Linked DNA regions of Mus musculus: all the other regions are linked to region 4. A link is a contact called in public promoter capture Hi-C data. All regions are on one chromosome and are shown on one strand. The core of a region is the stretch at or near the end of the contact, and the rest is flanking DNA. Distances in the headings are between cores, read along the strand shown. Region 1 holds the start of Nup98 (nucleoporin 98). Region 2 holds the start of Eif3f (eukaryotic translation initiation factor 3, subunit F). Region 3 holds the start of Rrm1 (ribonucleotide reductase M1). Region 4 holds the start of Smpd1 (sphingomyelin phosphodiesterase 1, acid lysosomal).

What was found. Promoter capture Hi-C pulls out the DNA fragments that hold promoters and counts their contacts.
Region 1: a contact with region 4 is called in a promoter capture Hi-C map of pre-B cells, with 5 times the contacts expected there. The contact joins the promoter of Nup98 here to the promoter of Smpd1 in region 4. A contact is called at or near these places in 2 of 39 promoter capture datasets (cranial neural crest and pre-B cells).
Region 2: a contact with region 4 is called in a promoter capture Hi-C map of pre-B cells. The contact joins the promoter of Eif3f here to the promoter of Smpd1 in region 4. A contact is called at or near these places in 2 of 39 promoter capture datasets (cranial neural crest and pre-B cells).
Region 3: a promoter capture Hi-C map of second pharyngeal arch cranial neural crest shows a contact between it and region 4. The contact joins the promoter of Rrm1 here to the promoter of Smpd1 in region 4. A contact is called at or near these places in 5 of 39 promoter capture datasets (cranial neural crest, frontonasal cranial neural crest, maxillary cranial neural crest and 2 more).

The regions. Positions count from the first base shown.
Region 1 is chr7:102,207,985-102,215,326 of GRCm38.p6, forward strand. Nup98 (nucleoporin 98) reads right to left here and starts at 2,182. Exons shown (of 33, transcript NM_001287164.1): 1 at 2,034-2,182. It also overlaps a transcript of Pgap2 not described here.
Region 2 is chr7:108,928,590-108,936,036 of GRCm38.p6, forward strand. Eif3f (eukaryotic translation initiation factor 3, subunit F) reads left to right here and starts at 5,826. Exons shown (of 8, transcript NM_025344.2): 1 at 5,826-6,218. The coding sequence starts at 5,843. It overlaps Nlrp10 (NLR family, pyrin domain containing 10), which reads right to left and starts at 1,569. Exons shown (of 3, transcript NM_175532.3): 1 at 1,531-1,569.
Region 3 is chr7:102,436,540-102,443,648 of GRCm38.p6, forward strand. It overlaps Rrm1 (ribonucleotide reductase M1), which reads left to right and starts at 5,156. Exons shown (of 19, transcript NM_009103.3): 1 at 5,156-5,504; 2 at 6,448-6,536. The coding sequence starts at 5,486. It overlaps Stim1 (stromal interaction molecule 1), which reads left to right. Exons shown (of 12, transcript NM_009287.5): 12 at 1-779.
Region 4 is chr7:105,550,438-105,557,211 of GRCm38.p6, forward strand. It overlaps Smpd1 (sphingomyelin phosphodiesterase 1, acid lysosomal), which reads left to right and starts at 3,923. Exons shown (of 6, transcript NM_011421.2): 1 at 3,923-4,400; 2 at 4,785-5,557; 3 at 6,070-6,241; 4 at 6,481-6,557. The coding sequence starts at 4,095. Gm39063 (a long non-coding RNA gene) reads right to left here and starts at 3,924. Exons shown (of 3, transcript XR_869857.2): 1 at 3,665-3,924.

The DNA.
Region 1 (7,342 bases), core at 932-3,431, 3.3 Mb before region 4:
TACCTAGGAGCTAATGGCTACCAACAAAAGCACAGAGTATTTCATAAGTACACAAACATCTAGTCTCTTTTCCAGAGTATTTCTCAGTTTAACTTTTCTGTATTTGCTCATTCACAAATACAACTAAGGAACATCTATGAGCCACATTACCTAAATATTAAGAAATATATGTATCTATGTTTTGGTGTGTGTGTGTTTTGAGAAAGGGTCTCATTATGCAGTTCTGACTGGCCTGAAACTTGCTATACGGACCAAGCTGACCTCAAACTCCCAGAGATCCATCTGCCTGTATTTCTGGAGTACTGGGATTAAAGGCATTCCCATCACAGCCAGCAAGATTAAAAACAAAACAAAACAAGACAAAACAAAACATAATCTAGTAAAATGTCAAATAGCTAAAATGTAAAATGTCTGCTACAAGCAGAAGATCAGGTTAAGTGCTATGGAAACTTACAAGGAAGAGTGAGTCAGGTGGTGATGCTCAAACTGAGAAAATGATACAGAAAACACCAAGTTACAACTTTTAAGACTTCAGTTCTCTTCTGTGCTTTTGCATTATTTGTTTTTAGGTCTTATGGTTTATATAAACATCAAAACTACAAGCTGATTGATATATTCAGATCAAAATGACAATTCCATCAAATCTTAAGTAGCAGATTTAATTTTATCAATGTATTTCCCAGTACCTCTAACACGTTAAGCCTCATTTTTTTCATTTTACTGAAATGAATTCAATTATTTCTTTTATCACGTGCATAAGTGTTTTGCCTGTGTATGCTCTAGTTCTCTGGCCTCAATTTCCATAACTGGTGACATTACAGGCCTGCACCACATCTATCTTGGTTTTATTCCCCACCCCACTTGGCTTTTTGAGTCAGGGTCTCTGCAGCCCTAGATGTCCTGAAACTCAGTATGAAGAGTAGGCTAGCTTTGTAGTCACAGAGTGCCTCCTGCCTTTGCCTCTCAAGTGCTGGGATAAAAGGTGTGCACTGCCAAGGTTAAAGCCAATTTCATCATTTTTAAAGTTTTGTTCTCAAAAGTCTATGTTAAGTCTGGATGTGATGGCAAACACCTTTAATCTCATTACCTCAGCGTTAGAGGCAGGTGGTCTCTTTGAGTCTGTGGCAAGCCTGGTCTACATAGCGAATTCCAGGCCAACCAAGGGTTGTCTCCGAAGTTAAAAAAAAAAAAAAAAAAAAAAAAAAGCAAAAAAAGTCCCCATCAGGGTACTACTAATCAAGTTATCTTACTATATATAAACGAACATGAAAACAGCTAAACTAGAAGTGTTTTTGAAAATTATGTCAAATGCTGGGTCCTTACCCCTACCAAATAGAGAATTGCCAATATTGGGAGACTGGAACATAGAGGAAGGGTGGAAGAGTATACAAATTCTACTAGACTTGAATCAAGACACCTGGATTCTCTTCCTCTACCTACCTCCCACTAATAAAGCCTCTGTACTTGAGGCAGAGTGGGGGCGATTGACAATTTAAACGCTTATGGCTCCAGTTACTCAGAAATTCAATCTTTCTCACCTAGGTTTACACGGAACAGAAAGAACCCTTCATTTTATTTATCAGACAATTGTCAGTGTCTTAAAAAGCTAAACACAGTTCTGACTCACTCAACCCTCTGGTTGAACCCTAGACAAAACGTGTCCTGTAGAGTGGTCAAGGAAGTGACGGGGAGACCTCACTGAAGTCCCCCCAAGGCACCACCCTGCAAGGGTCTGCCTACCGCGGGCTGCTCACCTCCACCCAGCGAATGAATGAGTAGCACCGGAGAAAGCGAGGTTCACTCAATGTGGGCTGCGACCCGAGACCCCTCCGGCCTACGCCCCACACAGTTGGATCCCCTCCCAGGGCCTCCCGAGCCAGGCCGCAGGCCCCGGGCCCCGCCCCCTCACGCAGGCCCGAAGGAGCGCGCCCGGCACGAGACTCGGCGGCGGAGAGGGCCCCGGGCGTCCAGCGCAGATGCCGGTACAGAGAGGAAGATCTACCCGCCCAGCCCCGGCAGCGCTCCCGACTTACAGCGGTGCGTCTGGAGTGAGAGCCCAGGTCCGCCCGTCACCCGCCGCTCACCGCGCGGCCTCCAGAAAAACCGTCGTCGCCGCCGCCGCTGCCACCGACCGCCGCTTCGGGCGCAGCGCGCAGAGGCCTGACTGCGTCACACGCCGTCCACCGTCAGAGATCGGCTCCGGCCGCTCCGCCCTTGGCGGCCGGGCATTGGCGGGCCGGTCCGCCACTCGAGGCCCACACCGTTATTCATTGGGTGACGATCCTTTTGAAACCGAACGTGGAGGCGGTCTCTGATTAGGAACGGAGGGGAAGAGGAGGAGCGTAAGGAATTGCCGGGAAAGGGGGGGGGGGGGGGGAAAGGAGGGACGATGGGGAGGGATGTAGAGTCCCACTCCCTCTGCCGCAACGGTTGGCTGAGAGAGGCTCATGACGTCACACAGGCCCCTCGAAGAGGGCTGGTGCGTGGCTAGAGGAGTGAGCACCAAACCGCAGTGACGCTGTGTCCAGGCCCCGCCCCCTTCCTTGGAGCGCGGAGACTCGCTACGGAAGCTCCGGCCAATCAGAAGGAAGTCCCAAGGATGACCTGGTAATTGTTCTATCCTTCTCTAGCTCCTGTCTGCGGGCAATGATGGGAAGGCTCCTTGGCCACCTAGCTTGCACTTGGAGAGCCGGAGGACCCTTCCTGGAAACCCATCAATCCACAGATTGTCTGCAGACACTCCACTCCCCACTGTTCTTTCCAGCGCAAGCCAGCCCTCGCCGTACACTTTCCCCCTCTGAATCTCTAGAATAGACCTGAGCAATGGATTTGCCTTAACAGAGCTTGAGCCCAATGAGGAGATTCTTGGCCCTTCAGCCTCAGCTGCACTTTCAGAATCTATACTTGTTCTGGGTTTCTTGCGGCCTTCTCCAGGACACATTTGGTAACCTTTACAAGTCCCGGTGAAGTTCAGGCAGTCTGCTTGTAAAGACCTTGTTACTTTGTATCTTATTTATTTTCCGTTCTATGCCTCCTCCCTCCCCTGATCTGGGCCAAAGCTTCATTTTCATCCTTTTGGTGTCTTTTCTCCTAGGATCTAGCAGAGAGCAGAAGAGTGGGCATGTTCTAGAAACCAGACCTCTCTAAATTATTGAGGTCTCACAGATAACAGGAGCTGTGTTAAAAAAAAAAAAAAAAAAAAAAAAAAGAGGTACATACTACCTCTCCACCACGTCCTGGGAAATCAATATAGAACTGAAACGAGATTTGCTAAGAATTTTAAATGATTCCCTCAAACAAAAACATCTTAAAGGAGCTGGAGAGATAGATGGGCTCAGCGATTAAGAGCACTGGCTGCTCTTCCAGAGGTCCTGAATTCAATTCCCAGCAACCCCATGGTGGCTCACAACCAACTGTAATGGGATCTGGTGCCCTCTCCTGGTATACATAAAATAAATAAATCTCTTTTTTTTTTTTAAAGACAGTAAATGGAAGAAACATAATATATTGTCGATGTTCAGTATATACTTGAAAGAATAATGTATAAATCGCCTAACAGGAAAAGCTAGTTTGAACATCCATCTGTAACCACCATCCCTAAACCACTCTGTCCAAACACCCTGCTTTTCCATCACTCCTCCTTGCCTTTACTCTAAATCAGAAAGTCATTAGGTGGGGTATAATAGCCAAGATCTGTAATTTCAATTCTTAGGTAGCTGAGGTAGAATATGAAGCTGAAAGCCAGCCTGAAATACATGAAACTGTCTTAAAAACAAAATAAACAACAGTACTCAGGGTTTTATTTTTGAATCTTTACAGTGGCTCTCTTGCCACCATCCAAACCTCTGATTTTTTGGTTCTTCAGTCTTGAAATGCAACTACATTTAAACCTGCCCTGGACATTTATTTTAGTGTTCTTAAGAGTTGGCACATAGTTGATGTACCTTACAATTTACATATTTGTTGCATAGGTGAGTGAATTATTGTTTTAGCAGCAAAATAATAGAATTGTCGAACTTCAGAATCAGAGAACCCCCAGTTTAAATCCAGGCCCAACTATGATAATATGGGGAAAATCCCCAATAATTCTGGACATCAGTTTCTTTGTCTGTAAAATAAGGATAATTTTGCTTGACTTACAGACTGTTGGGAGAATGAAATGAAAGGAATATAACATTTGATATGGTACCTGGTACACAGTTTGCCCTCAATAAGTAATAGACTGACCATTTTAAATGTTTTAAGGCATGGGTTTTGAAATGTGTCTTAAATGACTCAACAGGTGAGTATATTTAATTCAAAGTATTAGTAGATGTTCAGAAGTTGGGATTCTTAAATGGTGTGTACTTATAGGAAGACTGGAGAGGATACATTGAAAGAGAAATGCTTCAGTGAGGAGGACCATGATGACTTTGAAGTTACTTATTTTATTTAAGATTTATTTATTATTTTATGTACGTGAGTACACTGTTAGCTGTAAAGCTGGTTGTGAACCTTCATGTGGCTGTTGGGAATTGAATTTAGGACCTCTGCTTGGTCCAGTCAGCCCTGCTCCCTCTGACCCAATGATTTATTTATTATTATAAATAAGTACACTGTAGCTGTCTTCAGACACACCAGAAGAGGGTATCAGATCTCATTACAGGTGGTTATGAGCCACCATGTGGTTGCTGGGATTTGAACTCAGGACCTTTGGAAGAGCAGTCAGTACTCTTACCTGCTGAGCCATCTCACCAGCCCCATTAATCTCTTACATTGACTTACTGTAGTTATTTAATGTAAATGGAATCATATAATCTATGGCTTTTGTGTCTGGTGCTTTCACTTAGGATAGTATTTTTAAAGTTCATTGGCATAGGTAGCTTGTGTCAATATGTCATTTATTTTTATGACTTAATAATATCCCGTTATTGCTGGGCGTGGTGGCACACACCTTTAATCCCAGCACTCGGGAGGCAGAGGCAGGCAGATTTCTGAGTTCAAGGCCAGCCTGGTCTACAAAGTGAGTTCCAGGACAGCCAGGGCTATACAGAGAAACCCTGCCTCGAACCCCCCCCCTCCAAAAAAAAGAAGAATATCCCATTCTCTATGTATACCATCTTCTGTATACAAATCAGTTAATAGAAACTTGAGTTTTCATTTTTAGCCATTATGGATAATACTGCTATGAACATTTGTATTCAAGATCTTAGTAGACAGGTTTCTCTTGGTGTTTATACCTAGGAGTTGAATTATTAGAATATGAGATACATGGTAACTATACTTGACTCCTTCTACCACTATGTCACATGCTTTACTTACAAGTTTTTTGTACTCTCAAGATCTATAATTTTATGTGTTGATTTTTAATCACTTTTGTTTTTTAAAAAATATTTATTTGTGGGTATGGTGGCCTGTGCCTTTAATCCCATCACTGGAGACAAAGGCATGTAGATCTGTGAGTTGGAGACCAGCCTAGTCTACACAGCTAGAGTTACACAGAGAAACCCTGTCTCAAAAAACTACAGAAAAAATTTATGTATCTGTGTAAGCATTACAGGTGCTTGTGAATCACCCTACATAAATGTTGGAAGCTTAAGTCTGTAAGAACAATATATACTCTTAATTCCTGAGCAATTTCTCCAGTCCCGATTGTATCACTTATTATTATTACTAGTAGTAGTTGGTGTGTGTGTGGGTGTGTATGTAGGCATATATGCCATTGCATACAGAGGCCAATTTACAGGAGTCTATTCTCTCCTTCTACCTTCATGTGGGTTCTCAGGATCTGAAATCAAGGCATCAGGGTTGTATAGCAAGTGTTTTGAGCTGCTGAGCCATTTTGCTAGTTCCATTTTCTTTTTTTAATTTTGGGGGCTGAAAAGATGGTTCAGGGGTTAAGAGTACTTTTATTGCAGTTGAGCAATAGTGGCCACACTCTTTAGTCCCAGTACTTGGGAAACAAAGGCAAGTGGATCTCTGTGAGCTTGAGGCTACCCTGGTCTACAAAGCTACAGGACAGTGAAGGCTACACAATGATAACCTGTCTCAAAAATCAAAAAACAAACAAAAACCAGAAACCCAACAACAGCAAGGTGCTTGTTGCTCTTGCAGGGGATCCAGCGTCACAATTGTCTGTTACCTCTAGTTCCAGAAATCTGACATGCTCTTGTGATCTCTGTGGGCATACACATGGGTGAATATATATAAAACAGGCACACACACATGTATATCTCACTATGTAAACTCCCACTCAGTAGCCATTGCTAGCCTAGAATTCACTATGCTGATCTCGCTTCCTAGTCTCTTTCATACTATTACTGTTTTAGTGATTGCCATAGATATTACCACATGAATTATTTTTTTAAAAATTTTATTTATTTATTATATGTAAGTTCACTGTAGCTGTCTTCAGACACTCCAGAAGAGGGAGTCAGATCTTGTTACAGATGGTTGTGAGCCACCATGTGGTTGCTGGGATTTGAACTCAGGACCTTTGGAAGAGAAGTCAGTGCTCTTAACCTCTGAGCCATCTCTCCAGCCCCTGAATTCTTTTTTTTTAAAGATTTATTTATTTATTTATTACATGTAATTACACTGTAGCTGTCTTCAGACACTCTAGAAGAGGGTATCAGATCTCATTATGGATGGTTGTGACCCACCATATGGTTACTGGGATTTGAACTCAGGACCTTCCAAAGAGCAGTAGGTGCTCTTAACCACTGAGCCATCTCTCCAGCCTCCCACATGAATTCTTAATTTAGCAAAGAGTCATGCTATTAAATACCTTTATAGGAAGAATGGAATTCATTAAGATCTTGCAAAGTAAGAATATTCCAGACCAGATAAACGGGGAAGCACAGGGAAAGTAGCATCAGAAAATCACTCACCATGTCTGGGATTGTAATCCTAGATTTAATTCTAGAAGCAACAGGAAAGCCAAAGAAAGTTCTTTAGAACAATGAAGATTCTATTATTGTTTGTCTGGTTACTGGAATTAGATGGGTAGCCCCAGGGTGTATTTATTATTATTTTTTTTTCAAAACAACCCTATCTGTCCTGGAAATCACTCTATAGACTAAGGCATCTTCAGGTCACAGATCCACCTGCCTCTGCCCCCACGTCCTGGGATTAAAAGAGAGCTCTTCCATGCCTGGCTGACTTTCTTTTTAAGAGGAGAGGGGCTGAGATCAAAGGCATGCACCACTATTCCCAGCAAGTTTATTGTTAGTTTTTGAGATTTTGTGTTTTATTTTATGAGTGTTTTACCAGAATGCATATCTATGAACTATGCGGAAGAAGTGCCCATAGAGGCCAGAAGAGATTATCAGATGCCCTGGGACTGGAATTACAAATGATGCTA
Region 2 (7,447 bases), core at 4,576-7,075, 3.4 Mb after region 4:
ATCATCTGGTGGGGTTGGAATTAAAAGCAAAGGTATGAACTCTCAGACACCTCCTGTCTGCTACGTGCTCAGTGTTGGGTACGGAATGAAACCCAGGAATGACCTCAGTGATCAGGGAAGCAGAGATGCCCACACATCAGATCTGTCTGTTGACATGAGCAACTTAATCTCACTTGTTAAACATTAAATTTGAGAAACAAGGAAGGGAAGTGAACTATTATATTGCCAAAAAAACAGCACGGAGATGATTCACATCCCTCCTGGGGGGCACTTGCCCTCCTGACAACTTGACCCCAGGCCAGACTGGAGCAGTTTGACAAGAGACAAAAGGAGTGGGCACTGTCACTGTCACTCTCTAAGAGATGGTTCGGTGTGTAAGAGCGTTGTCTGTGTAAGCATGCATGCCTGAGCACCAGGGCTGAGGATTTGCATTCATAGTCTAGCTCCCGTGTAAAACCACTGAGGGTGGGTACATGAGCATGGCTGGCATTTGAGCCCGGTTCCAAGCTCAATGAAAAACCCTGTCTCAGGAGAACAAGGTGGGGAGTTATAGAACAGGACACCTGACATCCTCTGGCCTGTGCATACACAAAGTACACACACTCATGCATATATGCACACACCCATACACATACACACACACTCACATGTGTATCGTGTGTGTGTGTGTGTGTGTGTGTGTGTGTGTGTGTGTGTTGTGTGTACAAAGACACTTGAAAACTGAAGTTGTTGTCTTGGGAAGAGGATGAGGATGATGAGAAAGATGAAAACTGAAGACACAGACTTTGTAACATGTTAAATTTCTGATACATACACATGCTTCACTGTGTTAAAATAATAGGCCATAGATCTTCCCAGAAAAAAATCTATGAGGCAAAGAAGTGTAAGTAATGTGTGTGGACAATTCCTTCAGGAAACTTGGCAATGAAGGGAATCTGCAGACATGAGGAAATACTGGTCTAAGCAGTCTTTACCCTCACATGGAAAGGGTGGGGTATTTTTTAATGCCAACAAAAAGCATCCGAAGGAAGGATCAGGCTAGAAATACCAAAGGTGGGGACTGAGGATAGGAACTGGATCAGAATCCCAAAAAAAAAGGCAGAAGATAAGCTTTTCAATGAGAAAGTCTGTCCGATGGAGAGGCAGTTGTGTGGTTTTCCTGTTCAGAAGATGAATGAGGGTATGTCTGATAGATGCTCTATTCTACTTGATGTATGGCTAAGAGAATTTCTAAAGAGCTTGACAGCAATGGTAGCAGGACAGGGGAGAGGCCAGGATGTGAACTGCCAGCCCTCAACTGTGCACCTTTCTCTCTCCCCCAAGCCGCCCAGTCACAGCCCTCAGTGAAAACCCCCGGAGTCCAGGGAAAATGGTAGGAATGAGACCTGACTTACTCAAAACCCTAGGCAAACTCAGGCTAGAAATAAACAACAAAGTACCAAGAGTTCAAGGCCAAGAAGCCAAGATGAGAAAACAAAAGAATGAGACATGACTCTCTAGACAGAACAACAAGAAGCAGAGGCCACTTACTGTACCAACGCCAGATCTCAAGGTCTAAGTCAGTGTGCCAGAGATTCTTAGTAACACCTAAGTATTTATAGAAACAGGAACTGAGTTTAATTGGAGGGGCGGAGGCAAGAAATGAGATGATGTTAACCCTGCCCTGGCTAGAGACGGAAAAGACGGTGACAACTAGAGAAACTGGGTATCCAAAAGAAGATAAAAATGGGGAAAACAGGGACCAGGGATAGAAACAGATAGACAAAGTGAGTTAAGAGATATAGGGAGACATAAAACAAATAAACTGAGCAGGAAAGCAAAACAGAAAGGGAAGGGAAGAGCAAAGAGCTGGAGAGGGAGCTAGAGAGAGAGCTGGAGAGAGGGGGGAGAGAGAAGGAGAGGGAGACAAAGAGACAGAAACAGAGAGACAGAGACAGAGAGACAGAGAGGAGCTTCCTTTCAGTCCTTAAGATGGGCTAGGTTAACAACGGAGATGATCCTGGCTTGGTTTGGTTTAGTTTGGTTTGGTCTGGTCTGGTCTGGTCTGGTCTGGTCTGGTCTGGTCTGGTCTGGTCTGGTTTGGCTTTATTTTTTTTTCAGGTATGACTTTTCAAACACACTTCCCAGGACAACTAGAAAATGATATGTGATGGGGTTTATTTTGTCCACACATCACTGAGAGTTTCTGTGAGGCTGTCCTTGGAATGAGACATTTGAGTCAGTAGCTGACAAAAGCAAACTGTGCTTCCTAATGTGGGTGTCCCTCATCCCATCAGATGAGGCCTGAACAAAAGAAAAAGCCTGGCCCTCTCATGACTAAGAAGGGTCTCCTCTTCCCATAGGCAAACACCAATCCCTGACACTATTAATGATACTCTGTTATGCTTGCAGAATGGCTGTCCTCTGAGATGCTCCACCCAGCAGCTGACTTAGACAGATAAAGACAAACAGTGGACGGAGATTGAGGATTCTAATGGAAGAATAAGAATGATTGCAGGATCCTAAGGGGATAGGAACTCTACAGGAAGACCAACAGAATCAACTATCTTAGACCCTTGGAGCTCTCAGAGTCTGAACCACCAACCAAAGAACATACTCGGGCTGGAACTAGGCTTCCCACACATATGTAGCCGATGTGCAGCTTGGTCTTCATGTGGGTTCCAAACAATTGGAGTGGGAGCTATCCCAACAGCTGTTATCTGTATATGGGATATGTTCTAGCTGAGCTGCCTTGTCTGGCCTCAGTGGGAGAGGAAGTGCCTAGCCTTGCAGAGACTTGAAGTGCCAGGATGGGGGCATATCCAGAGAAGAAGAGGGAGAAAATGGAGGAATGATTGCAGGAAGAGGTGACTTGGAGGGGGCAGTGAGCAAGATGTAAAGTGAATAAATAAACACATACATACATACATACATACATACATACATACATACATTTTTTAAAGGAGGTCTCTTCTTACTGTTTATAGACCATGTTTCCCTCATTTGAGGATCCTAGAATTTTATTTTTATATATAACATAACCCACACGTAGCACATACATATATAACATGAAAGTGGAAAGAAGACTAGGGGAAGAAAAAGACTAATGGAGGAGGATTAAAGAGAGGAATAGGTTGGGGTTGGTGAGGTGGCTCAGTGATTAAGAGCACTGGCTACTCTTCCAGAGGTCCTGAGTTCAATTCCCAGCAGTCACATGGTGGCTCACAACCATCTGTAATGGGATCTCATGCCTTCTTCTGGTGCATCTGAAAACAGTGTACTCATGTACATTCAATAAATAAATAAATAAATAAATAATCTTTAAAGAGAGAGAGAGAATCGGTGGGAATATCCACCTGAGTACAAAGAATCTATGCCAACAAGAAAGCTTTTTAAAGGAGCTAAGGAGATAGTTCAGCAGGGAAGAGCACTTGCTATGCAAGCATGAGGACCTGAGTTATAATCCCAGCACCCACATAAATCCAGGAGTGGTAGCTCGTGAGCCTGCAACCCCAGCATTGTAGATGGTGAGACAGAGGATGCTGGGGTTTGCTGACTACCAGCCTAGCGCCAGGCTCAGTGAGAGACACAGTCTTAAGGGAATAGGGAAGAGGGTGATAGAGCAGGACACCCAATGTCCTTCATGTCTGGCACACACACACACACACACACACACACACACCTATGCATATAGTACACACACATGAAAACTTTAATAAAAGAAAAAGGATGCTGGACAGTGGTGGCACACACCTTTAATCCCAGCATTCAGGGAGGCAGAGCCAAGTGGATCTCTAAGTTCCAGGACAGTCAGGGCCACACAGAGAAACCTTGTTTTGAAAAGAGAAAGTAAAAAGAGCTTCCTACACTACTAACTCTGCGAAGCATCATGAGTTACCTCTGGCCTTCTGAATAAAACTAAAACATTGGTTCATGAGGTTTGAGCCTGCTGGCTTTCAATATCAAACCAATACCTCCAGCTTGCTGCCTGAAGATCATAAAACACTCATTTCCTTTATAAAAACAAACGTATTTTGAAGATTTTATTTTCTTAATTGTGTATGCATGTGTCTGTGACTGGGTATGTATGTACATGTGAGTGCAATGCCTGTGGAGGCCAGAAGAGGACATAGGTTTCTCTGGAACTAGAGTTGTGTGTAGCTGTGAGCCACCAACCAACCCTTCCCCTTGCTGGAACCTCAATGCAGATTTTCTGCAACAACAGAGAATCTCTGTGTGTCTCTCTGTCTCTCTCTCTCTCTGTGTCTCTGTGTGTGTGTGTGTGTGTGTGTGTGTGTGTGTGTGTGTGTGTGTTTCTCTCTCACTGAACTATCTTTCTACTGCCCAAATTTTTTTATAGCATAGGAGTCTTTTTAAAAAGATTTATCTGCCGGGCATGGTGGCGCACGCCTTTAATCCCAGCACTCGGGAGGCAGAGGCAGGCGGATTTCTGAGTTCGAGGCCAGCCTGGTCTACAAAGTGAGTTCCAGGACAGCCAGGGCTATACAGAGAAACCCTGTCTCAAAAAACCAAAAAATAAAAATAAAAAATGAAAATATTTATTTATCTATTACACACACACACACACTGTCCCTATCTTCAGACACACCAGAAGGAGGCATCAGATCCTATTACAAATGATTGTAAGCCACTGTGTAGTTGCTGGGAATTGAACTTAGGACCTTTGGAAGAGGTTATTGCAGAGAATCTGCGTTGAGGTTCTAGCAAGGGGAAGGGGTTGGTTGGTGGCTTACAGCTACTCACAACTCTAGTTGTGTTCCTAACCGCTGAGCCATCTCTCCAGTACCAGCATAGGAGTCTTCATAATTAGCTCCTGGCCCTGCTTAGAGATCTATCCTTTCTTTTGATAATGCCATTTAACCACCAAATTCTTTCTTTAAATGTACTAGTCTTGCTCTCATTCACCTTAAGCCCTCTACATGAACTGTTCACTCCACCAGAAGAGCTCTCCCTACAAAACCCCAAATAATAGTTGGCTGCCTGAATTCTTCAAGTTTCCACTCCAACTTGATACCCTCATTGTATCCTACTCTAACCCTTCATAATCTTTCATGCTCTCATAACCTCCACTGATCATTTCTTTCTCATAGCACAGTCAAATAGTAATAATAATTTACTGTGTATCGAAGCACTTTCTAACCTAATGTAGGATTTAGTCCTTTTCTCTCCCCCAAAGAGAATGCAACCCTTTGCTATTTAGTTCACTTATATACCCTAGCATATAAGAGAGAGTCTGGTGCATATTAAGCATTTAAATTGTTGAATGAATATGCCTCCCTAATGATGCCTTATGAAGCCATCACAAATAAAGCACTATTGGTCAGGCATGATGATTCCTGCCTATAGTCCTAGCATTCGGGAAGCAGAGGCAGGAAAGTTGAGGTAAGTTCCAGGCCAACCTAACCTATATGGCTAGGCGTGGAATGCAAAGTAGATCCTGAGTCCAAATTTTAATTCATTGATTAATAAGTTAAATGGATGTAACAGTGAATCCCCTGTAAGACTGATATTTAATATCCATTTAAGTCTTAAACAATTGCGACCTTTACACTACTCTGTGCCGCCACCTGGTGGCAACTGTGTAGATTGCTAGTTGCTTCCTCCCCATTCCCACCCCAGGAAGTCCTAAAGTTACTAGGAACTACTCTGGACTCCTACACACTGAGTGCGCATCGGACAGAAATTAAAGCGCACACCGCGCACTAAAACTTACAACTAGCCGGAAATTTCATGTCCAATAGTCATCAAGATATGATTCACGTGGTATAAATTTAGCCAATCAAATTTCTAATTCCTCCAACTCACGCTCTTCTGTTCTAGGCTCTCTCTCTTTCTCGGCAAGATGGCTTCTCCGGCCGTACCGGCTAATGTCCCTCCTGCCACTGCAGCCGCAGCCCCGGCGCCGGTCGTCACCGCAGCCCCGGCTTCAGCCCCGACCCCATCCACGCCAGCTCCGACACCGGCTGCGACTCCCGCTGCGTCCCCGGCGCCCGTCTCGTCTGATCCTGCTGTAGCTGCGCCTGCAGCCCCGGGCCAGACCCCAGCCTCCGCGCCAGCCCCAGCGCAGACGCCGGCGCCTTCGCAGCCCGGGCCCGCCCTCCCGGGGCCTTTCCCGGGCGGCCGCGTGGTCAGGCTACACCCCGTCATTTTGGCCTCGATCGTGGACAGCTACGAACGCCGCAACGAGGGAGCTGCCCGAGTTATTGGAACCCTGTTGGGTGAGTTCTGGGGAAATTAATGTTTTCTTCCTGTGCATCTTACTATTCCTCTCGTTCCATCGCCCCTGAACTCTTAGCCTGTTTCTCTTTTTGCACCTTCCTACTGTGGCTTGCCTTCCCGAGTGATCTGAATTCAGCCGAATTGCCGTTAAGCCACAGAAATGTGCAAGGAGTAGGTATAAGCTATTGCGTAGTTTGTGATACTTGATCTACATGTTATTTTATACTCCCAACAACGTGGTACTGAGAGGGCATGCTGCCAAAAATGAAAGCTCAAATGACAGCAAGTTCAAAGCCCTTGACCCGTTAAACAGAGTACCCACATGCCCTCTCTTATGCAGTGACCTACCACCACCCCAGCACAAACAGAAAGTGCCCACCACCCATGTTAGGGAAGAGGATGTGTCAGAAGCTTCCTCCAACTCAAATAAACCAGGTATATTTGTAACATATTCTGGATATATAATATCTAGCTTTCCTAAACTTTTCAGACAGGCACGTGTCCCAAGGTTTTCCTACATACTGGTTCATAAACCCTAGATATGCTCAGCTCCAAGTTCTACCCCCACCCCCAACCCCCACCTCACTCCTCTGATTTTTCATTTGGACACAGACTGTTGTTGTATTATGTGTCCGTCGCTAACCTTCAAGATGAAGAGAAGCCAACTATCTGAAGAGGTTGGCATCCCAGGCTTACGGGAGGGTGGCAGGAAGTGAAGCCCTCAGTGGTTTGGTCACCTGCCTGTGGGGCAGGACTCACAGGGAGCTGAGAAGACTCCTCCAGGCTGGTCTCTGCAGAGGCCCATGACCAGCACTCATTCCAGAGCCGAGGCAGGGGAAACTAGAGAACATGCCTGCTTTGTGGAAAGTAGTAGACCTGAGTTGGGCCTGGACAGCAGATTGAGGGCTGAAGCAGAGCACCTGCAAAGGGGAGGCAGAGAGAGGCAGAGAGTGGACGCAAGGAAATAGAGCTCGCAGGTCAAGGCGTGACAGAACTGCAGCATGAGAGGGGTTTGGGTGAGTTCTAGAGCTGCCGTTGTGCATACAAGAAGAAAGGACAGAGTGTGGCTTGGGCTTGGTATTCCTTGTGAGGTGCCCCTGAGTGTACCAGTGGGTTGGTCAAGTAGAAAATTGAGTAAGCAGGGCTGCCAGGGCGCTTCACTGCCTGCCCGTGCTTCACTTCCCAGAGCCCACATGATGGAAGGAGAAAACCTGCAGACGGTCCTCTG
Region 3 (7,109 bases), core at 3,906-6,405, 3.1 Mb before region 4:
CCAGGCTTGTGATTGATGGGAGAGACTTCTCCCAGTTGGAGGATGAGTAGATGCCAAAGCTGTGGGCTGTAAGGCAGTTGCCATTTCTCTCTTGCCCTGCCCACACCTGCCTTCCTCTTACCTCTGCTCCCCTATATTGCAGGAGTGTATCTCTTAAGAGGTGCTGCCCTGAAGCTCCCCATCAGCATCAGCACTACTGGGGCTCAGGGCAACTGGCTCCCCTGGCTATGGGAGCCACAGTCATGACACAGGGCTCTTGTGGAGCCCTGGGCAAGGATGTTATATTTGAACCAAAAGACAAACAGTTTTAAAATAAAAAAATAAAAAATAAAATAAATAAATCTCCTGAATTTCCCAAGTGCCTGCACAGCATCCTCCCTTTGTCAGATTCCATTTTTGTGTTACTGCATAGCCTGGGCCACAGGCTTAAAACAGACACAATTGGTTTGGGGCAGGGGTGGAGAAGGAAGATGGTATATGTATGTGAAGGCTGCTGTGTGACCACTTCTCCCCCCACACCTCCCATCTTCCAGACAACTCTCTCCTTTACCTGTTTTTGCTATGGCTGTAAAGGTATTTTTCCCTCTGCCCCATTCTGTCATGCCTGTACCCTGAGTTCCTAATTTGGGCCTGGGTTGGGTGCAGCTGGGGCTGGTCTTAGGCGGGTGCTAGGCTGTAGACTGCCTTGATGCCCCCTGGACACCCTCACATGGGTTTTTCTGTGTTATTTTCATAAGATTCTTTGAAGTCCAATAAAGCATGTAGGAGATTTTAACCTCTGCTGGCTGTGACTCTTATTGTGTCCCTGTGGCTTAACAAATGGAATTAAGAGGTTGGTGAACCAGTGGGTTAGGGCACTTGACTTCAAACCTTACAGACTTGAGTTTCATTCCTGAGACCCACATGGTAGAAGGAGAGAACCAACTCTGAAAGTTGTCCTCTAATTTAATTTCTATACATGTGCTGTGCTGCGCATGCATAAGGAGGGGTACAGAAAATACATTTTCTCCCCCTGCCTCCCCCCAGACAAGTTTTTTCTGTGTAGTCTTGCCTGTCCTAGAACTTGCTCTGTACACTGGGCTGTTGTGGTAAATAGAATTGGGGGTTTCTACCCCGCCTGAGATCATTTAGTTCCCAGATAAAAGACACAAAACCTATAGATTTATAATAGCCTTAAAAGCACTGGAGCTGGGCAGATATCAAGCCTCTAAGCTATTTTGTCTACTTCCCTATCGATAACCCCTAGTTATAACTTGCCATTTTCTGCTTTGTCTGCACTTACTCCAATTGGCCAGCCCACATTACCAGTTTTCACAGTCCTTTATCCCATGGTGTCTTCTCTCTTCACCTCTCAGCTCTTTCTTCCTCATGGTCTCTGCCTCAGAGCCCAGAAAACCAAAGCTCCACCTGCCTCTCTTCTGCCATAGGCTATAGGCATCTTTACGTAATTAATAGTTTTAAATGAAGGAGCAGGGTTACATAGCATTACTTGGAGTATATGAGGATCTGAGGCAGAGATTCCCGAGGAGGAAAGAACAGAGAGGTGAAGAGAGAAGACAGCATGGGATAGGGGACTGGGAGAACTGGTCACGAGGGTTTGGATGGTCAGAGGAAGAGCAGCTGAAGAAGAAGATGGCAAGTTAGAACAAGGGGTTATTGACAGGGTTTCCTCATTGCTGAGGGATCAGATCTTGGGGGCCAGTATTTAGCATTAAATACACAGCTTAAATAAATTAGTGTTTTGAAAAACATAAAAGGGGCAGGCCGTAGTGGCACACACCTGTAACCCGAACACTGGGGAGACTGAGGTAGACGGATATCTGTGTTTGAGACCAGCCTGGTCTACAGAGTGAGTTCCAGGACAGTCGGGGCTACACAGAGAAATCCTGTCTTGGAAAACAAAACCAAACCAACAGAAAACAATGATAACAACAACAAAAACATAAAAGGGATAGACTACCACTGCTGGGCTTCCCACTTGACATCTTAAATGGTTCAAATGTGTACCATAACCTTTATGTGGAAGTCAAAGGGGACAACTTGTAGGATCGGGTTCTCTCCTGTGTGGATCCTGGGGCGGAGGGTGGGGGGTGGGGGGGCGGGGCGGGGGTTGGACTCTGATTGTTGGGCTTAGTGGTAAATGCTTTACTACCATCTCAACGGCCCTGCCTTTTTTTTTTTTTTTTTTTTTTTTTAAAGCATGTAGTCCTTGAATAAAATACGGAGGTTTATATTGGTATCTTCATGCATGAATAGCATGCTCTTTGATATTATTCACCCTCTCCTCTCAGCCACGTTCATTCTTAGGTCCACAAACCAATCATCTCGGTTTCTCTGCATTTCAAAAGAAATGAGGAAACACATTGGTAAAGGGAAATGGATTTATTCATAGTTTTGTCACTAGAGAGATAAATAACTCAGTCCTTTTTCCTAGCATACTTGTAGCCTTTACAGTTTTAGAAAACTATGAAGCAAAGGCAAGAAGGTATGCATGCCTTCTCTGGGTGTTGGAGGAGATCACTATCTTTAGATAGCCTGTATTGGATCAGTTCTCAGCAGTTCTCTGTTAGCATAGAGACACAAGGACCTCTCTTTAGAATTTAGAATATTTCTGAATTTTGCCAGGGTCCTAGCCCATTCTCAAGTACAGGGTCACTGCTACATTGTGGTCCTCAGCCTGACCAAAATTCAAATACAGAGTCTGTATTAAGCAGGCAGGGACTGCCTGGAGAGAAACACTTCTCACAGAGCAGCCTTGAATGCATATTACAGGGAGTTTTTAAAGACAAAGAACACACACACACAAAATCCCCACTATATACTGGTTGGCAATTGCAGGGGCAAGCAAGCAGTTTTACAAGAGTCAAGAATATGAAGTTAGCTGGAGCATTTTGACCCTGAATTTCTAGAACAGGGTTGGATGCTTTCCAATGGGACTTTTCAGTGAGAGGGTAGAACCAAAGATGGCTTCAGCTGAGACAAAATGGAGAAACTTTTACCCTATTATACTCTTCCTCTTTCCAAATAGTGTCTCCCCTTGTTTTTTGTTTATTTTATTTTATTTTTAGTTTTATTATTTACTTTTTCATACAATATATCTGGACCACAGTTTCCTGTCTTTCTGAAACTCCTTCCATTCTCCCCCTAACTCCCCTCTTCCCCCATTCACTCCTCCATTAAAAAAAAAAAAAAAAAAAGTCCATCTCCCAGGGATATCAAGTATAGCAAGATAACAAGATTCGTAAGTCTAGGCACAAACCCCCATATCAAGGTTGTGCAAGGCAGCCCAGTAGCGGGAAAAGGGTCAGAAGAGAGTCAGATTCCCTCACTCCCACTGCTAGGAGTCTCATAAAAACACCAACCTAACAAATGTAACATACATGCATAGGACCTAGCACAGACCCTTGTAGGCTCCATGATTGCTGCGTCAGTCTCTGTGAGTCCCTATGACGCCTGCTTAGTTGACTCAGTGAGCCGTGTTCTCCTGGTGTCTTCCACCCCTGTGGCTCCTACAGTTCTTTCTCTAAGCTCTGAAGGGAGAGACCTGTGAAAATCTCCAGTTTGGGCTCTCTTTCTCTGTCTAATGTTTGGCTATGGGTTTTTATATCTGCTCCCAGCTGCAGAAGGAATCCCCTCTTGATGAGGACTGGGCTAGGCACTGACCTAGAGTTTTGGCAGCTGGCCCAAGTTTGGATTTTTGGTTTGCTTTTATTTTTTAGACCTCGGTTCCACATTATAAAAAAAGATGCAATATTTGTCTCTATAAGCTTGGCTTATTATGATGATCTCCAGCTCCATTTCTAGCAAATGATATTATATTCCCCTAACATCTGAATATCAATTGTGTTTCCATATCATATTTTCCCCCTGGATAGCCCTGGTCCTCTAGCTTCATGTAGGATTTCCTATGATGTGTCAGTTGTGGGTGGAGATGGACCCCTTCTGGAGGGTGTAAGAAGCAAATGATAGGTTTTAGCGAAAGAATGCCACATACATTATTTTATGAAGATCAGTTTTATGACCGAAATTAGTTTTTATACTTGTCTTGAATAGGTTTAAAGTACGACTTTAACTATTCTTTCTTTTTTTCACCTAGCCTTTCCCCCCATTTTATTGAAAATGGATTTTTTTTTTCGCCTCACATAACATATCCTGATTATGTTTTCCCTTCTCTCCTTCCAGTTCCTCCCCATCTGGGTCCTGCCCCGTTTTGTCTCTCGTTAGAAAACAAACAGGCTTCCAAGGGAAGAAAAGAAAAAAGAAAAAAAAAAAAAGAAAGAAAACTAGCACATCAGTGTTGAACAGAACCAACAGAAGGACAGAATGCATGAGAAGGAACAAGAATCAGAGATACACTTGTTCGCACACTCAGGCGAACACTATAAAATCCCATAAAAAACACTAGTAAACTGGAAGGCAGGCAGGCCCTGGGCATGCTGCCTTAGTCTCAAGAGTTTATAAGAGCATAGAGGGCCTTGATTCTTCGGTGTCCTCCATCCCCCTAGGTTCTTACACTCTTTCTTCCTCCTTTTCTATGGGGCCCCCTGAGTCATTTGGGGAGGGATTTGATGGAGAAGTCCCTTAGGACTGAGTATTCGCAGATGTCTTGGTCTCTGCATAATGTCTGGCTGTTTTCACGTATTAATGTGGCGACGACTATCTTATTGCTGATCCTATCTCTACTACCATCCACAAAACTGTAAAAGCAAATGGACTGTGGGCCTTCATAAGAGTTTCACAGTACCCCTATTTCTGTAAGGCTGAAATTCAAACACCTTTGGTCTAGCCCCACTCTTTAACTGAGGAGTGTAGACCTACGAGCCCCGGGCTTCCTATCTGCTTCTTATTTGCGGGTTGTAGGCTTTAGTGCAAACCAGAACAAAATCTTGGTGTTTCCATAATGTCCATAATGTAAAATAGCAAAAAAAAAAAAAAAAAAGTCAGAGGGGTAGGGAAGGGGGAAGGGAGGAGGAAGAAGGAAAAAGGAAAAAGGTGTTCTGGATATCTGGTTGGTTACTTTTTTGTTATGAAATAAAAATACTCGGGAGATTTGCTTGCCCACACCCAATATGGCGGCAGGAGAACTCGTTCCCGCCAGGTCCGCTTTCACCCAATGTGGTGGAAAGGAGCGCAGTCTCCCGGGCTTTGCCCACACTCAATATGGCGGCCAAGGGACTCGTGTGCTGTCTGTCTACTGCTCAGTTTCCGCCCATTCAACTCCCGGCGTTGAAACGTCAAGAACGTCATTCGAATTCCGTCCGTCGCGTTGCTCTGCACGTCACGGGTGGCGGGAGCGGGAAGGAGTTCGTAATTCGGTTAGTCTGCTCTGGTGAGGAAAGTGCTGTCTATCGCGCAGCTTCCATCCCTCCGTCCGAGCAGCCTCTCGGAGTCCAACCCTTCACATCTGACAGTCGTCTCTGTCCCTTCTTCGCCTCGGAGCTGCTAACTGGTCTCGAACCTCTCAGCACTTCAGCTTCTAGCGGCGATGCATGTGATCAAGCGAGGTGAGGGGTCCGTGGGGATGGGGAGGAGGAGAGGGGACCCGGCTGCGGAGAGCCCAGCGGTCACTATCGCCGGCCCGCCCGACCCGCCCGACCCGCGGCGCCTCGCCGCTTCCCGCGCTTCCCGCCGCGCTTCCCGCCCTGTCTGTCAGCTGGGCCTGTGTCTGCTCAGTCTGTCCCCATTCTCTTGACCTTTGTGTGTTCCCTTTGACTTTGACTTTGTGCTCCCTTCCAGACTCCCTCCAACCCTGTCTGAGATTGTTCCCGAGCACTGTTATTCCTTGCCGCCATCCTCAGAGGTAGCTGCTTTTGGCTCCATTTTTTTAGAAGAGGTTGCAAAGACACGAAAAAGCACCCCAACACCCCCATTCCACCCCAGCTAGTAGTTGGTGAGGTTAGAATTGAAACCCATAGCTCATAATAGCCCTGTGCCTGTCTTTCCTCATTTCTTAAACAAAATAACAGACAAAAGAACCGCGGAGTCGATGATCTGGTGTAGGAGGAAATAAGGAAAAAAAGAAAAGGCAGGACACCACATTTTTTGAACATCTGTCATTTTTCTGGTCTCTTCTGAGGTGGGAGTGTAGTATCATCTCTCCTGCCTCTGCATTTTTGTGGGGAGGTTTTTTTTTTTTTTTTTTTTTTTACATTGTTTGTTCTTGGGACAGGGTTTCTCTGACTGGCCTGGAACTTACTCTGTGTAGATCAGTCTAGCCTCAAACTCACAGAGGGCTGCCTCCTCTATCATAGGTCGATAGACAAAGACTTTTAACCCAAATAGACAAAGACTTAATCCGAGTAGACATGATTAACCACTGAGCAGTCTCTGCAGACCCCAAAGACAATCTCTTAATTGTTTTAAACAGTTTTAAAAGCTGAATATACTTGATTCTTTGGTATTGCCCGCTTAATAACTGCTAATGCTAACTGTGATTTGATTATTTAGATGGCCGCCAAGAGCGAGTTATGTTTGACAAAATTACATCACGAATCCAGAAACTCTGTTATGGACTCAACATGGACTTTGTTGATCCTGTAAGTAAATACAGTGTGTATCAGGGGTTCTTTGCATGCTATGTGATTTTATGTCACTTACCTCTAGCCCTTCACTTAACTATACTTCAGTGTTAAATGTGAATTTATTGCCTGACACTTTCCTTAATTTTGATGTGTCCTTCAAGTTCTCATTTCCTGGAGAACTCAGAACATGAACTAAGAGGGGACAGTTGATGTGACTACTGGTCAGGCATCTTGTTTATCCGTATTTAGCCACACAGTGTAGAAATTAGTTCTATTTACCGTCATCTGGAATTAGGAGTGCTGTGTATCTTACTCATTTAACTTTTAAGAGTCTCTAACAGTTTTATACATACATATGTAAAATACACTTTTGTCATACTTTCTTCAGTGACCTCTTATCTCCTTCCTACAGCCATCTTCTCCATAAGTCTCTTAGTGCTTTGTGTGAGTGTGTGCATGTGTGTTTATGTGTGTGTTTGTGAGTGTGTGTCTGGGTCCCTATCTGTCCCACTTCATTTACTTAGAGTTGTTGTGTGAACATTGGTCTGGAATTAATTTACTTGATTGAGCAAGGGCAGCTTACCAGTG
Region 4 (6,774 bases), core at 2,673-5,172:
GAACTTGGCTCTGTAGAGACACTATTCCATCCCATCCTCTTTTCTTCCTTCTCTTTTCAGATGCTGATTCTGAATGCAGCCCATAGTAACTCCCCTGCTCGTCCAGCTCTAATTTGTTGTCCTGAGAACCTCCAGGTGTCAGTGCTAGGAGCCCTCTGAGAAAGCAGGTGCTGGAATGGCAGGGGGGTGAAGGAGATGGGTCACTCAGCCCCAGCTGCCAACAAAGACAACATCCATCACCAGCTAAGTGCTAATCAAGTCGTAGAAAAGAATGCATTGGCTGGTTCAGTGAATTGGAGGTTTTTAGTTCTTTTGTTGAGACAAGGTCTCATTCTGCAATCCAGGCTACCCTGGTGCTTCCTATCTAGCTCATGCTGGCTTTGAACCCAGAGAATTCTCCTGCCTCAGCTTCTCATGTGCTGGGAGCCACGGCATCTGGCCTATGAATCAGTCTTTTGGAAAATGCAAGAGAAATGTTAATTATAAGGAAGAGTGAATTGGCTAGCTGTTGCTCAGCCCTATCAATAGTCTGAGGAGAAAACAGGTGAAAGCAATTCATCTGCAGAAAGTTTTGAAAATGATGGTCGAAGTGAGAGAGAAATGCTTTAATTGACAGAAGTGACTTTAGGCCTTCACAAAGTGGATATTAAGAAGATGTGTATGAAGACAGGGTCTCCACCAAGTTACTATTCCACAGAGTCTCCGGGGACATGTGGTTTATTAAAGCAATGAGAAATGTAAGTTGAAGGAAGAACCAGAATGTCCCAGGAGATCATAAGGGTTCCTCTGTGCAGGCCAAGGCTGACCTAAAGAAATACCACTGCTTAGGTGGCCTCCAAAACAGACACAAGACCTTCTGGTGGTGGCACATGCCTTTAAACCCACCATCTGGGAGGCAGAAGCAGGTGGATCTCTGCCAATTAGAGGCCAGGGTGTTCTACAAAGTGAGTTCCAGGACAGCCAGAGCTACATAGTGAGACTCTGTTCAGGGCATGGGGGTGGGGGAGGAAACAGACAGAATAAAAAAGATAAATAAGCCGGGCGTGGTGGCACACGCCTTTAATTCCAGCACTTGGGAGGCAGAGGCAGGCAGATTTCTGAGTTCAAGGCCAGCCTGGTCTACAGAGTGAGTTCCAGGATAGCCAGGGCTACACAGAGAAACCCTGTCTCGAAAAACCAAAAAACAACAACAAAAAAAAAAAAAAGATGAAAAGTAAGAAAGAAAACAAAGGTGTGATAAAACGTGTTATCTCACATTGGTGGCAGTGGGTTTGATGACCTCCTCAGGACCACCAACCTTCTCGGAGCAGGTATTTGTGGTTCCATTTACTGTCAGTCTCCCCTGTGTAGACACACCACCTCCACCTTAGAGCCCCAGGAAATGTACTTTAGAGTGGTCCTCACTTCTTGAAAGTGTCGCTTTCATCCAGCCAACAGAAGCTCTGCAAAGCTCTTTCAGCATCACGGAAACACCTTCAGCCTAAGATATGCTTTATATTCTTTATAGGTGAATATAAAGTTACTAAGTGTGTTGGTATAAGATTTAAATCTGAAGATTTGGGGCTAGAGAGATGGCCTAGCCATTTAGAGCATTTGTTGTTTTTGCAGAGGACCCTAGTTTGATTCCAGGCACCCACACAATGCCTAACAACCATTGGCAACTCCAGTTTCAGGAGATCTGTCATTTTCTTCTGACCTCTCCAGGTGACAGGCATTCTCATAGTACACATATATGGTGCACATTCATATAGGAAGATAAAATACATAAATATATAAAATGAATAAATCTAGTTTTTTTTAATTTGAAGATTCAAATAGTCACAGATCAGAAATATGCAGGGTGGGGAGTGCCTATAAGAAACATGTACAGACTTTTTCCTTGTTAACAATACAATGTAACAACTACTGCTATTATTAGGAATAAACAGGATTTAAAGTATCTAGATGTGTATAGCTTATATGCAAATGCAGCACTACTTCTCACATGTTATGATTATAGGCATGTGCCACTCAACCAGCTCAAGAATAGCAGTATTATTGCTATTTGTGGGATTGTGTGAGAATTGAAAACTAGTCATTACAAAGCACCTGAATTAGTATTTAGCACATTTACAGAATTTGATAAATTAAGCTTTTTGCCACTGTGGATATAATTCCTCTTTTTAATTTTTTGAGGTATGGCTTCATAGCAGTCCAGGGTAGACTCAAACTTCTCAAATTCACTTTGTAGCTAAGGGTGGCCTTGAATGTCTGATTCTCTTATTTCTACCTCCCAGGTGCTGGGGTTACAGGAGTATACCCAACTCTTTCTCTATTAAAAAGGAGGAAATGAGCCGGGCAGTGGTGGCACGCCTTTAATCCCAGCACTTAGGAGGCAGAGGCTGGTGGATTTCTGAGTTCGAGGCCAGCCTGGTCTACAAAGTTAGTTCCAGGACAGCCAGGGCTATACAGAGAAACCCTGTCTTGAAAAAATAAAAATAAATAAATAAACAAAGCCAAAAGTCCCTTCTATCCTGAGAATTCTGAATTAAAGCTTTGTTAGAAGATTGGCTGGCTCCCGAACTGTGGATCCTGGGGCAAGACATAGTGAGATCCTGTCTCAAAAACAAAACAAACAAACAACAACAGATAAAATAGGATTAAAAACACTTAAGAAGACCTTTGAGAGATGAGATGTAACCCATACCTGGCACCATTATCAGTGTAAGGGCCTGTGGCTAGATAGGTCATAACCCCCATAGCGGGGCAGAGAACCTACTACTATTATTCTGCTAATAGGCACAGTATTTAAATGACTTTAGTGTACCCGTAGATCAGAGCACTTAGCAGTCCTCACCAGTGAAGCTTCTTGAAGCAGGAGAGAGTTAAACACAGACACCTACAAATGATCATCAGAGAACAAGAGACTTCGAAGTGATCCTCCCTAAATGGGGTCTATATCACACCTCTCCTTACAAGGCTAAGTGATTGAAAGTGGGACTGAAAGACTGGAAGAGCCAGAGGCAGCGGGTGACTAAAGGAAACTTTTCTGGCACGACAGGGAAGTTGCATGCAGTGAAATCGCCATGATTGTGACAGCACGCACAGGATGTTCAAGCGAGACAAAATTCCAAAGGCTCACTCCTAGCTAAGGCGTATTGGCATCGGAGAGCTCCTAGAAGAGGCAGTTTTCTTTTTAAGGATATGACGACCCCTGGTAGGTTGACCAGGCTCCAGGGCAGGTCCCACACCTAATAGTGTTGGGACCTGGGTAGAATTCCCAGCACGCAGCACGGGCGTGGCGACCTCAATACATCTATAACTCCAGTCCAGGTGGATCCTCTTCCGGCCTCCAGCAGGCACCACGCACGTGGTGCACACACATACAAAATACCCATACACATAAATAAATAATAATGCAAAATTTTAAATTAAAAGAAAGACACATTAACAAAACCTTAAGTGATTCAAGGCTGCTGTAATGGTGGCAGAGCATAGGAAATCGAGGGGAGGACCGTCCATGGCAGGTCAATCCGCTCAATGCAAGCATCGCTGCCCCAGCCCTCTCTAGTTAATCTTCTCAGTTTAATGACCAGCTGAGCCGGGCATCTATTCTAGGAATCTGAATGTTTAAAAAAAAAAAAAAAAAAAAAAAGCGGGGAGGGGGGGTGGAAGAGAGGGGCACCTGGGAGTTCCCTAAAGGGCTTCCATCAGTTCTGGGCAGAAATTATCGGGGCCGCCGCCCGCAGCCTCGCGCAGCAATGGCTCAGGGTGGTGAAGCTTGTCTCTACCGAGGTCACCTACCCACCCCAACCCCGCGGGTCCTAAGACCGCCCGGGGTGATTGGGCTGTGGCTGAAGAAGGCGGATCAGGGCGGGTTGGCGAGCCCCCTTTTGCTCCGCCCCCAAGGTTTTGACAGCCGCTCCCCCACAGTTGCTGGGCCATAAGAGGAACAGGAAGGGGAGGAGCTGTTTTGTGGCTGGCTGCTGAGCTATCAGTCAACCACAACGAAGGGTAATCAGGTGTCTCCAGCGTTACCCGGGCCCCGAGGGCCAGCCAGGGCTTCGGCCTGTGGGGCCTGGAGGGGCAAGCCAGTCCTGTCTACGAGCCTGGCAATGCCCCACCACAGAGCATCATCCGGCCAGGACCACCTCAGAGCCGGCTGGGAGCAGAGACTGGAGAGGTCCTTACCGGCACCCAGAGTGGGACTCCTTTGGATGGGGCTGGGCTTGGCGCTGGTTCTGGCTCTGTTTGACTCCACGGTTCTTTGGGTTCCTGCCAGAGCTTATCCTCTTCCTTCTGAAGGCCATTCTGTCAAATTCAGTGCCATAGCGCCGCCGCTCCAGAGTGCCTTTGGGTGGCAGAACCTCACTTGCCCCGCCTGCAAAGTCTTATTCACTGCTCTCAACCATGGGCTGAAGGTGAGTGCGTGAAGGGCTGTTGTGGAATGCTGGGGGCAGGATGAAGTGCACTGGTATGCCCGGGGGAGGGGGCAATATATTTCTGGTAGAGGGTGCTTCCTATGCATCCATGTTACCACTACCCCACTGTGACCTTTATAAAGTTAGGGAGAGTAAAGTCAGCTGGCTAATTGTGGGCTTGAAATGGTAGCACACCCTGAGCTAGAGTAGGTAGCTAGAGGCCTGGTGCTGAACTGCTGGGCAGTGTGTGGGAGATACTGATGTCTCTTTATCATGGTGACAGAGTTATCCTAGCTCCGATTTAGACATGGAAGCCTGTGGAGTGGTGGCCAGGGTTCACTTGTTCTGTCTCTGACCTAACTTCATTGGTTCCTTCCACCACAGAAGGAGCCCAATGTGGCACGGGTAGGCTCTGTGGCCATCAAGATATGCAAGATGCTGAACATAGCACCACTAGATGTGTGCCAGTCAGCCGTCCATCTCTTTGAGGACGATGTGGTGGAGGTGTGGACACGTTCAGTTCTGAGCCCATCAGAGGCTTGTGGCTTGCTTCTGGGCTCCTCTTGTGGACACTGGGACATCTTTTCGACTTGGAACATCTCTTTGCCATCAGTGCCGAAGCCACCCCCAAAGCCACCGAGCCCACCAGCCCCCGGTGCCCCTGTCAGCCGTGTCCTCTTCCTTACTGATCTACACTGGGACCATGAGTACCTGGAGGGCACAGACCCTTACTGTGCAGATCCACTTTGCTGCCGCCGGGGGTCCGGATGGCCACCCAACTCCCAGAAGGGGGCTGGGTTCTGGGGCGAGTACAGCAAGTGTGACCTGCCCTTGCGAACGCTAGAAAGCCTGTTGAAAGGACTGGGCCCTGCCGGCCCTTTTGAAATGGTGTACTGGACGGGAGATATCCCTGCCCATGATGTCTGGCAACAGTCTCGCCAAGATCAGCTGAGGGCCCTGACCACCATCACAGACCTCGTGAGGAAGTTCTTGGGCCCAGTGCCAGTGTACCCTGCTGTGGGCAACCATGAGAGCACTCCTGTCAATGGCTTCCCTCCTCCCTTCATAAAGGGAAACCAATCTTCACAATGGCTCTATGAAGCCATGGCCAAGGCATGGGAACCCTGGTTACCAGCTGATGCCCTTCACACCCTAAGGTACTTACTGTCGGTGGAAACCCAGGAAGGAAGAAGAAAGATGGATGAGGGAGAAAGGAGGAGGGAACTGGGTAGACTACTCCAGCAGGTGTCCTCAGCACTCTCTACTGCCCTCCCTAACCTGACCCTGCCTTCCCTTTAATTATCTCCAGCCACCCTCTTTTCAGAGCTAGCAGTACATCCCCACTCCCTAGCTTGTGTCTTTGCCTACAGTAGCTCTCTTTGTAAAATGAATTCTCCCTCCCTCTTTAATATCTCCCATTTTTTTCTCAACGTGGCCAGGCCTATAACATCTCCCGACAGAAAGGCCTTTGCTTTCTGACTCACCTCACTCTTTGTCCTGAATTCATGAAGCTCTCAACCCTCTGAGGCTTCTTTACTGTCAGAGGAGCCCTATAATTACTGCTGTTGGTCTTCAGCTAGGGTGGGAGCTCCTGGGGGTGGGAGATGACATCATGTGTACCTCTGCCTGATGTGCAGGACTATTGACATCTCGGTTACTTTTGTTTCAGAATTGGGGGCTTCTATGCCCTCACCCCACGCCCTGGCCTCCGCCTCATCTCTCTCAATATGAATTTTTGTTCCCGTGAGAACTTTTGGCTCTTGATCAACTCCACAGATCCTGCTGGACAACTCCAGTGGCTGGTGGAGGAGCTTCAGGCTGCTGAGAATCGAGGAGACAAAGTAAGGGGATGCGTTATGAACCGGGTGGAGAAGGTGCTGTTGGGGCTGAGGAGAAGCAGGCTGCTGTGTGTGGGGCTGAGATCTGTGAAGAGGGGAGTGTCGCTTCACTTCCTAGAACTACTGTCTTCCCTGGGTCCATGTTCACCTTCCTGTGTCCTTCGTATACTCAATCTTCTGTCACTCTACCCAAGGCTGCCTGGATTCCTCAATGCTCTGACTGCCCTTAATTCTCCCTTCAGGTGCATATAATTGGCCACATCCCTCCAGGACATTGTCTTAAGAGCTGGAGCTGGAATTATTACAAAATCATAGCCAGGTAAAGGGATAGAGGGCTTGGGTGTGGAGACTGAAGGGTTAAAATACTCTCAACAGTCAGGCAGTGGTAGCACATGCCTTTAATCGAAGCACTCTTGAGTTCAAGGCCAGCCTGGTCTACAAAGTGAGTTCTAGGACAGCCAGGGCTGTTAACACAGAGAAATCCTTTCTCTGGAGAAAAAAAAAAAGAAAGGGAGGGAGGGAGGGAGGAAGGAGAG